Regions from separate parts of the Sus scrofa genome. Here all the other regions are linked to region 3. A link is a contact called in public HiChIP or PLAC-seq data. All regions are on one chromosome and are shown on one strand. The core of a region is the stretch at or near the end of the contact, and the rest is flanking DNA. Distances in the headings are between cores, read along the strand shown. Region 1 holds the start of UCP2 (uncoupling protein 2). Region 2 holds the start of PGM2L1 (glucose 1,6-bisphosphate synthase). Region 3 holds the start of PPME1 (protein phosphatase methylesterase 1).

Evidence for each region. HiChIP or PLAC-seq counts read pairs in DNA pulled down with a chosen protein or histone mark.
Region 1: a contact with region 3 is called in an H3K27ac HiChIP or PLAC-seq map of alveolar macrophages. The contact joins the promoter of UCP2 here to the promoter of PPME1 in region 3. A contact is called at or near these places in 1 of 5 promoter capture datasets (fetal liver) and 1 of 2 datasets of contacts at active chromatin or transcription factors (alveolar macrophages).
Region 2: a contact with region 3 is called in an H3K27ac HiChIP or PLAC-seq map of alveolar macrophages. The contact joins the promoter of PGM2L1 here to the promoter of PPME1 in region 3. A contact is called at or near these places in 1 of 47 Hi-C or Micro-C datasets (heart right ventricle) and 1 of 2 datasets of contacts at active chromatin or transcription factors (alveolar macrophages).

Annotation. Positions count from the first base shown.
Region 1 is chr9:8,362,398-8,366,322 of Sscrofa11.1, reverse strand. It overlaps UCP2 (uncoupling protein 2), which reads left to right and starts at 1,771. Exons shown (of 8, transcript NM_214289.1): 1 at 1,771-1,815.
Region 2 is chr9:8,759,571-8,763,244 of Sscrofa11.1, reverse strand. It overlaps PGM2L1 (glucose 1,6-bisphosphate synthase), which reads left to right and starts at 1,524. Exons shown (of 14, transcript XM_003129639.5): 1 at 1,524-1,954. The coding sequence starts at 1,844.
Region 3 is chr9:8,511,145-8,515,172 of Sscrofa11.1, reverse strand. PPME1 (protein phosphatase methylesterase 1) reads right to left here and starts at 2,382. Exons shown (of 15, transcript XM_003357190.5): 1 at 1,820-2,382. The coding sequence starts at 2,367. It overlaps C2CD3 (C2 domain-containing protein 3), which reads left to right and starts at 2,330. Exons shown (of 34, transcript XM_021062487.1): 1 at 2,330-2,588. The coding sequence starts at 2,534.

The DNA.
Region 1 (3,925 bases), core at 522-3,021, 150 kb after region 3:
GCTGTTTACATATCTGAACCCCTATAAGACCCCTCAGCTACCTGAGACCAAACCGGGTCGGCACATCTCCCACTGGCCCTTTCTCAGGCCGGGGCTTAAGCATGCAGCAGGTCCAGGCCTTCTCCCTGCCAGCGTGCCCCCACCCCCGACCCCGCAGGTTCCCTGTAAGTGGGGGGAGGGGGAGCGTCACGCTTGGCGCCCCCTCCCCAACCCGGCCGGAAGTCGCCTGGGGGCCCTGAACTGGGCCAGGAGGCGGCGGGAAGCCCGGCTGCGCATAACTGCCTTTGGCGGTTGCCGGCCACCTGCTGCTACAGCCTAGATTGGCTCCTTCCTCCCGCCACGGGGCGACTTGAACCAATTGCCAGCGACGCCGGGCCCCGCGGGAGCCCGCTGGCGCCAGGGGAGAAAGCCTGCGGTTCGTCAAGTTGCGGTCGTGGAGTTGGGGGTCGCGGGCTGAGCCCGTGGAAGGAGTGGGTGCTCTTGCACCTGAGCCTCAGGGCGCTGCTAGAAAGAACCCTGGCAAGGGGCCGGGGGCGTATGTGGCCCTGGGCAGCCTCTGCTTCTTTCCGGGCGACAATGAGGGTGGCGGAGCTAGGAGATGACCCTACAGGGGAACCAAGGTTGGGGAGCGGGGGATCGGCTCCCGGAAGTGGGCGTGGAGGGGGGGTGTCGCGGAGAGAACCCCGGGCGGGGCGGTCTCTGCGGAAAGGCGGTGGCTCGCGGGTCGCGCCCCCGCCCCCGGAGCCCGCAGGCCCCGCCCAGGCCCTGCCCAGGCGTCTAGGTCGCGCGGCGGCTGCTGCAGGTCTCTCCGCAAGCCCCGGCCCGCCACGCCTTCGGATCGTCTTCTCTCCGCTTCGGATCGAGGGCGCTCCCTGGACTCGCCCTCTGCCCGACGACAGACAGCTGCCGGTTCTCCTGAGTTCTCCCTGCGGCCCGGTGAGCCCGGCTCCGGCCCGCCCCGGCCTTGCGCCCGCTCCACCTGCCCCACGCCCGCTACCCGCCCGCCCGCGGGGACCGCGCGCCTCGTTTAATTTCCCTCCTCGTCTCCTCTTTTGTATTTTATTTCTCGGTCTTGTTTCTTTCTCTCTTTCACCCTTTTGCTGTCTTTTCTTCTTTACCGCTCGCGTTCAAATGGCTGTCATTTAAGCCTTCACCCTAACACTGCTTCTCCTCGGCCGGGGTGAGGGGCCTTCAGCAATGACCAGAATGACCTCTCCCACCCCAGGCGGCTCCGGGCCATTCCTGGGGCAGTTGTCTGCCTGCAGGAGACTGAGCTGCTTGATGCGGCCCCTCTAACCTCCTCGCAGACCCGATCTGGGCCCTCGTTGATTCCGTCTGTCTCCGCCCCATCGCGACCCCCTCCAGCACTCAGATCCCCAGAGCCTGCTGACTGTGCTGGGCGATGCTTCTGCAGAGTACAGAGTACAGAGTCCCACTAAAGCAGGGTGTGATACCGAGGGAGCAGCAGGAGCGGGAGGGCTCTGGAATCATCCCCCTCAGCTGCCCTGTGGGAAACAGACTCTGTTCCCTGCCCTCTCACCCCCAGGCAAGGACTGAGGGGGCATGTGTGCCTTGGGCCCCGTGGCCCTTTCCTTGCTGGGCTGTGGTCGTTAAAGGCGCATTTCCTTTTCTAAACGCTCCTTTGTCCTCACCCACAGGACACATAGTATGACCATTACGTGTTTCGTCTCCCAGCCATCTTCTATGGAAAACCCAAGGGATGGGGCCATGATAGCCACTGGCAGCTTTGAGGAATGGGAGGCCTTTAGAGAAGCTTGATCTTGAAGGCCTCAGTGTGAGACCTGACGAAGCCAGGTAAGAGCCCAGTCTAACTGCGGAGTCTTTGCTGCCTCTGCCCTGTGGTCTAGGGGTGGGGTGGCAGGACGTTAACAAAACAACCAGCAGCACCGCCCCAGTAAAGTCCCTCTTAAGAGTTCGCGAAGCACTTCTGTATATCCGTGGTCTCATTCTGGCCCTCAGCCCCCCCCCCCCCCCACAAGCCAAGGATGGTAATCCCCAGAGGAGGAGATTGAGGCCCAGGTGGCCACCCTGGGAGTCTCAGCAGAGCCAGGCCAGGAACCTCTTGTTCTAACTCATGTTGCTGACTCAGGCTGACTGGCCCCGAGACTGAGATTGGTGATCAGCTGTACGTTTTTGGACTTGAAAGCAGTTAATTGCCAGGGACTGTCACATATGATTAACTTTCTGGTTAGGCCTGAGTTTAATTTCATCTTCTTACTAGTCTTTAGCACAGGCCCCTTTGCCTCTGTACCCACGGCTCTTAAGGACCTGACTTGGGCAAACGCAAGGCAACATACAAAATGGCAACTTAAGCCTCTGTGCACTTGTCTCTGAGGTGAGCGGGGGGCTAGGTCTTATTTATCTCTGGCCCTCCCAACTCTGCAACCCAGATCAAGGTCAGGAAATGATTAACTCATTCGTCATGTCTCTGATGCCCAGAGAAGGGATGCCATCTGCCTGAACCTTCTCAGGACTGTCACATTGTCACGAGAGGACTTGGGTGTTGGCCTTGCTCCTGAAAGGCCCTGCCTGTGCCTGGGGCTAAGAAAACAGCAGGAAAGAAAGGAGTGGGCACCAGGGCAAAGCAGATAGCATGGGCTTTGGCGCCTGCAGACAGGGCTTAGGAAGTTCCTTCACCCGTAAAGTGGAAGCAGGAGCAGCCCCTCACAGGGCTGCTCTGAGGAGTAAGGATGCCAGGCAGAGGGCGACAAAAGGTGTGAGCACCCCTGGGTTAGGGGGATGTCAGGGCAAGGAAACGGGGGATTCTGGAACACCGTCACAACCCCTTCTGCCACCTAAGTGCCAGCCTTCACTGAGCCTCATGTGCGCCAAGCTCCAGGGAAACAGGAAGAAAGGCAGCAGCTGAGTGGGGAGTAGCCTCTGGGTCCCGGCCACCCAGGGTGAGAAGCGCAGGAGGAAGCAGCCCCGTGCGCTCTGTTTCCCTGGGTCCGTTTTCGCAGCTGACTCTCCGCTCATCATTCTCTGGCTCTTTCTCCTGGCCCCGCAACAGGGGCAGCCAGTCAGGCAGGGCTCAGAGCCGCCCCGCCCGCGCTGGCAAAGAAGTAAACTCGGGGCCAAGAAGCAGGTCGTCTTCCCCACTGGGGTGCGCGCTCGGCTTCCTTCCTCCCAGGGCAGGGAGGAGACGGTGTCGTTGCAGTTCTGAGAACAAAATGGAGCTTTTGGTTTCCTTTGTCACTTCGCTGCTGTGACCTGCACTTCCCCACCCCCGCCTCTCTTGAAGCCGTGGCCCTTATGCGGGAGAAGAGAACACTGGGCAGAGAGGGGTCAGTTTTATGGGCCAGAGGAGAGAGCAGTGCCTTTGCACTTCCTCTCAGCCCTGAGCATTGCTCAGCATCCTTCGCGGCCTAAGTTCTTTCTGATTACTCACCAGAGTTGGTTGCTCCCTCCTCTGCCTTTTTTTTTTTTTTTTTTTTTTTTGTCTTTTTGCTATTTCTTTGGGCCGCTCTCGCGGCATATGGAGGTTCCCAGGCTAGGGGTCGAATCGGAGCTGTAGCCACTGGCCTACGCCAGAGCCACAGCAACGCAGGATCCGAGCCGCGTCTGCAACCTACACCACAGCTCACGGCAACGCCGGATCGTTAACCCACTGAGCAAGGGCAGGGACCGAACCCGCACCCTCATGGTTCCTAATCGGATTCGTTAACCACTGCGCCATGACGGGAACTCCTTTTTTTTTTTTTTCTTCTCTGCCTTTTTTTTGTTTGTTTGGCCACGTCCATCCGTCCATCCGTGGCATGCAGAAATTCCGGAGCCAGGGATCAAACCTGAGCCACAGCAGGGACCATGCAGAGTCCTTAACTGCTAAGCCACCAGGGAACTCCCCAACTTTGCATTTTGAGAGTATGTTTTACAAACACCAAATCTAGCTTGAATCACCTGCCCA
Region 2 (3,674 bases), core at 275-2,774, 250 kb before region 3:
TGGTAAATGGCACTTTTAGAGGAACGAAAGGAATATTTTGAATTTATTATTTCTTTTATCTGTGAACCTCAAAGCATTTTAAAGCCATTTATTAAGTTGCTGTAGCCAAGGTGTAAATATTATTATTTTGGTCTTTTTGTCTTTTCTAGGGCCGCACCGGCGGCATGTGGAAGTTCCCAGGATAGGGGTCCAATTAGAGCTGTAGCCTCCCGCCTACACCAGAGCCGCAGCAACGCGGGATCCGAGCCGCATCTGCGAGCTACACCACAGCTCACGGCAACCCCGGATCCTTAACCCACTGAGCAAGGGCAGGGATGGAACCCGCAACCTCATGGTTCCTAATCGGATTCGCTAACCACTGAAACCACGACAGGAACTCCAAAGGTGTAAATATTATTATACCCTCCTTACAAAAACGTCCACCAGCGAAAGAGTTGTAAGGTACTTGGTTAAAGTATCGAGCTATTGTAAGAAGGTTACATCAAGAAACTCAGTAACAGCTGTGTCTGACTAAGCACCATGTCAGGTAAGCACTTAGCATCTCCCACACTTCGTCTTGCGAAGAGAGGAGGCCAAAATAAGGTGAAATTTAAGATTGCAATCATCTTTCCTCTCCCTCTGTATTCCTATTCCTCTTTGCACTCTGTTAAGATGCTCACACATTCTTACTCATGCTTAATTAAATGCTAACACATCTTTCGTCTTTCACAACTTGTCTTTTTCCCCTCCAGTCATCTTGTTCTCCCTACCTCCCAGTCCACTGTAGCAGCAGAGCAAAAAGAAGTGCCAGCTGAGATCTGAAACGAGGTTGGAACCCTCGTCCAGGCACTTAGGAATTCCGTCTCTTTGAGAAGGTCGGGTTCACTCAGAGGCAGTTTCCTCTTTGTGTGTAAAATGGGGATGGATCACGTCTAATTTACTCTGTCACAGGATGGGTGAAACCACAGGTCGCGATTCGTAAATTGTAAAGCACACTCCCTTACTGTACCTGTCTTGTTTAATTTAATTGAAGCCCGGGGCCACAACGTGAAGGTTCCTAAACCGACAGGGTGTGCCCGCAGGGACCAGCCTAGAGGTCTTTTATCCTTTGAGAAAACGCAGGGCATGGAGTTGCTGGGAGGCGTAGTCTTTGCCGCAGTCTCAACACACCGCTGGGAAAGAAAAGAACTACAACTCCCGTGAGGCCGTGCGGAGACAGCCGGGCGCACCCTCCCGCCAGCGCGAGCCTTGAGACTAAACGGGAGGGGGCCTTCGCGCGCCCTGCGGGCTCACACGGGAGCCCTGGGGCGCCCCTCGGTGGCTGAGCCAGAAAAGGAGACGCATGGGAGTCTGCGGGGATCGTAACAAGGACAAAGCACATGGAAAAAGGCAAATTAAAAACTAAAAATCGTTCCTCACCACCTGGCGGGCCCTAACTCGTGGGGCTAGGAAGGCGTCGCTTCCCGGCCAGCGCCTCCCACCGCCCGGTGCCCCGGGGGCTTAAATCTGCAGGGGCGGGAAGGGGCGGGGCCGGCGGCGCGGGTGGGGCGGGGCCTAAGGCGGCGAGCGCTGCTGGCGGCGGCGGCCACAACCCAGACATCTGGGACTGTTGTTCTCTCGCGGCGGGACCGCCTCGGTCCGTTCGCCCAGAGAGACCGGGAGCTGGTCTAGTGGGGAGCGGGCGGCCGCGCGCCCCCTCTCGTGCTTCCCCGAAGCTGCGCAGGAGCTGGCACAAACATCCTGCGGCTGGTCTCCAATGCCCTTCAGTGAGGAGGGGGCGTCGCGACCCTGGTGAGCGTACGTCAAGCCCTTCCAGTTCGGTGTCTGCGCGGGTCCCCTAGGCCCGCACCCCCGTCAGGCTGCCATGGCTGAAAACGCAGAGGGAGACCTGAACTCCAACCTGCTCCACACCCCCTACCACACCGGGGACCCTCAGCTAGACACGGCCATCGGGCAGTGGCTGCGTTGGGATAAGGTGGGTACCTGGTCGGCTCGGCATCCGCCCTCTCCTCCCGCCCCCCACCCCTTACACTGTACGCCCTTTCGCGTCCCCACCCGCTGCCCGGCGGGCTGTGGGGGAGACGGCTCCCGCCGCCGGGCGGGGGTCAGCGGAGTCGGGCGTTACCACGCACCTATGCTTGGGCTGCCTCCTGGGACCATTTAAGCTGAGAAGGAACGCCTGTAGTCGCTTCCTTTTGCAGTGAGCGAAATTGCAACCTCCCTTCCTCCTCCGCCCCCCCCCCCCAGGTGTATGTCATCTCTCTCAAAAAATAATAATAGTATAACATCATCATCATCATCATAAGCTCTACCCTTACTGGAGCTATTTCCTTTTCCCTTTCTTCTCCCTTGACTTCCTATTTAACAAATCTGAAAGTGGTTTTGTTGGGTTTCGCCCCCCCCTCCCCGTTTCCCCCCGCACCCTTCTTGGACGTTTCTAACCGCTATCCGCTTTAGTCCTGGTCCGGTGTGTTTCCACCTTTCGTCGCTAGGTAATCGCCGGTCTTTTATCACTCCCTGGTATATTCTCTAATATCACCTTTTGCTTTTGAGAAAGGTAGAGGTTCTCTTTCTTTCTCGGCCAGGAGTTGTTTTCTGGAAGTATCCTGTTCCAGAAATCGTTTTCCAGGTTTCATGTGATGTTTCTGACACAGAATTGTTTTTGCTTTACCGACTCCCTCCCCATTCCTCCCACTCCTCCAAATTGTTGCGGCGATTTCCTCTTGTGCGGGCATATGGGATGGATATGTGAGAGCTAGAATTAAAATAGAGCTAGCTCGCTTGAAAAGAGGCCCCTGGTGGCTCCAACCAGAGGAAGATGATCCAGGCTTTTGCTTTGTGAAAGTCTAAATGCATTCGCTCATGTAGAGAGGACAATATGTTTAAATGGAGTTACTGATACTGAATGAAAGAATTGGTACGGTAATATGTGAAATTGTTATTCAGTCTCATAAAGGATTATTAGCTTTCTGAAAAAGTTTTATTTTCACTTTGTTGAGTAATTCATGGATTCAGCAAAAAATATCTGTTGAGCAGTGGGTAATGTGCGGGGGCCTTTAGGTCCAGGGTATGCTATTGTTGAGGAAGCTAGAAAGGGTTGGTTCCTGCCCTCAACAGCCTTCAGTCAGAAGATAAGGAAGACCAACAAATAAGCAATTACGAGTTATTTACTATGCCTGGGATATATATATATGTCTTGGACATTCTGATTCTTCCTCTGGAGTCTAAACCAGTGCTTCTCAAACTTTGAAGTACTTACAGATCCCCTGAATCTTGAAATGCAGATTGTGATTTAAGAGGCTTGGGGTGGGGCCTGAGATTCTACTTCACAATGAACTCCCAAGTGATACTAATGCTTCTGGTCTGTGGACCACACTTTGAGGAAGTAGCAAGAACCTAGAGTGTTTTGATTGAGATACCAAATGAGAGAACTAGCATCTCATTATATATATATTTTTTTCAGTCAAGTGTGCAAAACCTGTGATATCTCATTAATTATCATAAGGATGTGCAAAGTGAAAATAACTTTAAAGTCCTTTTGCCAGTATTTATTAATGGCCTGCTGTGAATGTAGTTCCTTGTTGTGGAAGGATACAAAAGAAGCGAAGATTCAGTGATTCCTCTGCTGCTTTTAGTCCAATGGGGTGAAGAAGTCTAATAGAAATCAAAGAGGCTTACCATACTGTGAATGATAT
Region 3 (4,028 bases), core at 1,133-3,632:
TCTTCAGAGAACTTGTTTTGACAAAATGAGAAGCTAAACTCTAATTAAACTTATCTGAAGCATGCATAGTTATTTAAAAACTAACATTTTTATGTACTTTTAGTGAAGAGTGATGGAATACTGAAAGATCAAAGTTTAGTTTAAGACAGCAACCAAGATACGTATCAACAATAAACGTTACATTAATTTTACCCTCCAGGTTAATTTTTCCCAAATAATCTGTTATAGATCAACTTCCAGGTGCTCCATGTTACAGTTCTACCTTACTGTCTATCAAAGCTAAAACAATCTTCATTTTATCTTACATGTAGCCTTCCATCACCTCTTTGTACTGTGCATCCTTCGACCTATCTTCTCCGTCAAAATTTTCTCAATTTTCTACTGTGTCTCATAGGTCTCTACCTCAAAGTTTCCTGGTTTTTCCAATCATTCTAACCACCCCTCTACCTATTTTAATCTATAGGACTCTCCTTTCTCTTTGTTTCTAGGACCTGCTTTCACAGCATTACCTATCTTACCTTCATCTCCTTTTTGATCATTTTTTGTACATAACATCTCTTCAGAATCTAAGGTTTTCTTCTCTAGTCCTGATTCCAAAAATAGCTACCAACCTATCTTTAGAATCCCAAACACATACACTTGACTACCTCAGACCTAAGTATTTTTCCTACCCCTTTTTTCTTTACAGTCACTAGTCTCCAGAATCCTGGTTCTACAAATACTCCGCAAAACCAACTCCCTGTTCAATTACCTCTGTTTCAAATAACTACCTCTCCCATGTTCAACACGTTATACTCTCTCTTCTACACCTTCATACCCCCGAACCTGGCACAAGCCATTCAATAACCTAAAACTCCCAAAGCAAACAGCTCCTCCCAACCCAGTAAAGGAAGGTTTCCCCTAAAACACTTTAAGTGGCTACACTCCATACTCTGTTAATTGAATCTTATCAGACCCAAACATAGCTTCCATCAGATGTATTAGCCCAGAAAAAATCAATTGCCCAAATCGCCCTCTTTATGCATCCTGGACTTAGCTCTGCAGCCCTGCGTTCCCTAAACCCTGTTCCTAGTCATCTCTCCGTCTGTGGAGCCCCTGGTCAGTCTCTAAGGCCCTCAGCCCTCCTCCCCTTATCCCCGCCCGCACATCTCACCCCAACAGTCTTCTGGAGTGTGTTCTCCATCTTTCCTCTGGCCTGTTCTCCACACTTGCGCGGTACCCCTCAAGAGACCCAATCTCTAAGTCGCCCGCTCACTCCCTGAATCTGCCTCTTACACCTCTAGGAACTCTCTCTAGAACCTTCTGCTCCCTGTTTCTCTCGTCTGCTCCAACCCTGCCTCAGGTGTTCTCGCTTTCCGTCGGCTTTTTCTAACACCTAGTGTTCACAGTCTTCTTACGCCTCCTAATATTTCCCTGGTTCTTCTAATTCCCCTCAACTTTTCTCTGTCATTTCCCATTTCTCTCAGCCCTCCCTGGCAGACTTCCCTCCACCTCTGTCACCGCTCATCTCCCTTTTCTCAAACCTCCTCCACCCCTTCTTCTGGGGGTGCCTCATTACCTCTCTTACACGATCCTCTCAGCCTCTTCAATCTTTGCCTCATTCCCCTCCCTCCAATACTATTTGTCCTCCAATTCCATTGACTTGGCGCCTCCCCTAGTCCCCAGATCCACCTCCTACTTCATCTAAACGTCTCCAGGCCGCCGCCAACATCTTCTCCCCTCCTGAGCCCTCCTGGTCGTGCCGCCCTAAACGCGCAGAGACACCATTCTCCAATGGCCGGGGCCTGGCCTCTAGGGAGAAGGGGTATGGGTCACGTACCCCATTCGCATCTTGGCTCCGCTCTGACTGCCCCCGCTGCCGGGGAGAGGCGGGCGAGAGGGCAGACGGCCGAGGTGCATGCTCTTCTCGAGGGCCGACATGAAGGGGAGGCCGCAGGTAGCCGAACTGTAGCCGAAGCTCCGTCCCACGCTAAGAGCGGCCCAACCGGTCACAGCTCGCTCCCCTAGCGACGCCCTGTAGCCTTTGGACAGCACCCAGCTACCGGCAGCACCGCCCACCGGCTCCGTAGACTCCACCCCCTCGCCTTGCGCTTCCACCGGAAGTGCGCAACAGCACTTCACAAAGGGAGCTGGGTAACGGAGTCTCGGACCCCTCAGACCCCAAGCGGAGAACTTCACGATCCCAGACGGAAAGAGAAGTGCTCCTGAAAGCAATGCACCCTGGGCAATGGAGTCCTCAAAGGGAGTATCCCTTTGCGCCTGCGCAGCTGGAGGAGACCGTCTCCAACCCCGCGAAGGTAGTGTAGCAAAGCATTCTGGGTGTTGTAGTCTCCTGGTCTGAAGGAGTATGCCGCCTTTCTTTCTCATGGCTTCCCGGGGACTGTTAGAGAAAGAGTCGCTTCTTCCTGCCTCCCAGGCTGCCCAGCGGCGCCAGTTGCTGGGGAACGCAAGCGCGGTGGGAAGGGATGGCGGGAGGTTACGGCTTGGGTGCTGTGGCCGGATTTGAGTTGATGAAGAGGAGCTCGGGCTCGCCATGAAACAACGGAAAGCCCAGGGGCCTGGGGCCGGCCGCAGCCGCGGGAAGAGAGGTAACGAAAGGTTGAGGGCAGAGTGGTAGGGCGGAGTTAGGGGAGCAGGGTGCCAGACGTTCTAGGCAGACTCCCCGCCACCCCCACCCCTCCCATACGCACAGCCGCCTGTTTTTTAAAAAGGGGTTGGAGAAGGGAGAATAACCAGGGAATCAGAAGATTGAAAAGACAGGGCGTTTGGCTCTCCTGCGAATGGAAAGGAAATAGTGGCCGAAGTAGGAGGCAAAAATGAGTAAATGAAGTGAGGGTTAAAAGGGGACGCTTCTAGAGGAAGGAAAAAAAAAAAAAATTGTAGGAATGTTTTGCTTTTTACTTTTTAAAAATTGAGATTATAATTGACATATAACATTGTTCGTTTCAGCTGTACAATATAACGATTTGTATATATTTCGAAATGAGTTCGTGTCTAGGTAGCATCATCACCAGACATAGTTACAAATATTTTTTTCCTTCTGAGGAGAGCTTTTAAAATCTACCCTTTAGCAACTTTCAAATAGACAATACACTATAATTAACTGTAGTCACTGTGCTGTATTTAAATCCCCATGATTTAGGAGTGTTTTTGATAAAGTCAGACGTGTGTTGGGGATGGGGGTGGGGAGGGTGTAGTTTTGCAGGCCACATGGGACTGGAAAAAAAATAAGTTGTAGAGGAGAGTATAGCAGTGATCCTAATGGGCAGGGGTCATGTTTAATACGTTGCCGAATCCCCAAGAACTAGCACAAAGCTGGACTCAGTAAATGTTAGTTGAATGACTGAAGGTGAGACGATCATAAAGCATCCAGGGCTACAGCTGGGAGTAGCGAAAGGATAGTTGTGAAGGAAAAGGAAGAAAAGCTGGGGAGTGGTGGGGGTTGCCGGGGTTGTGAGGGCATGAAGTTCTCTGAAGGATTTAAGATGAAAGAGTGTGTAGCAAGAGAACCTTATCAGGTTAGCATGCTCAAGGAGAAGCAAGCTCACCAAGAGACCAGGAAAGTGTTAGCTGCAGCAAGAACAGTCACCCTGGGAACCCAGGACAGATCAGGAAACGAAACTGAATCTCTACAGGGCTGCTTCAAAAAACATATTAAAAAACCAAAACAAAAAATCCTGGGTGAGTCTGCCTATTTATATTATAGGCAAAGCAGTATTAGGACTCGTGATAGTGCATTAGGCCATTAGGTTAAGAATGAAAGCTGAAGTTTGGGGATGAATCTTATCCACACTGTGTAACAATAACACAGTTTTGAGGCAATGCCTTTCCTTCTAGGAATGATGGGAGGATATGAAACAGAAGCATGGAACTGTGCAGTGCTCGTGCTCCCTGTGTCAAACCAGTCAAGCATATTTGGTTGCTAGGAGGAAAATCAAAACAGAAATAACATAAGAATGTCCTTCTCACTATATACCATATGCATATACAGTAATGCTCATGTGCATACCTGTGTATAATTTTTATAC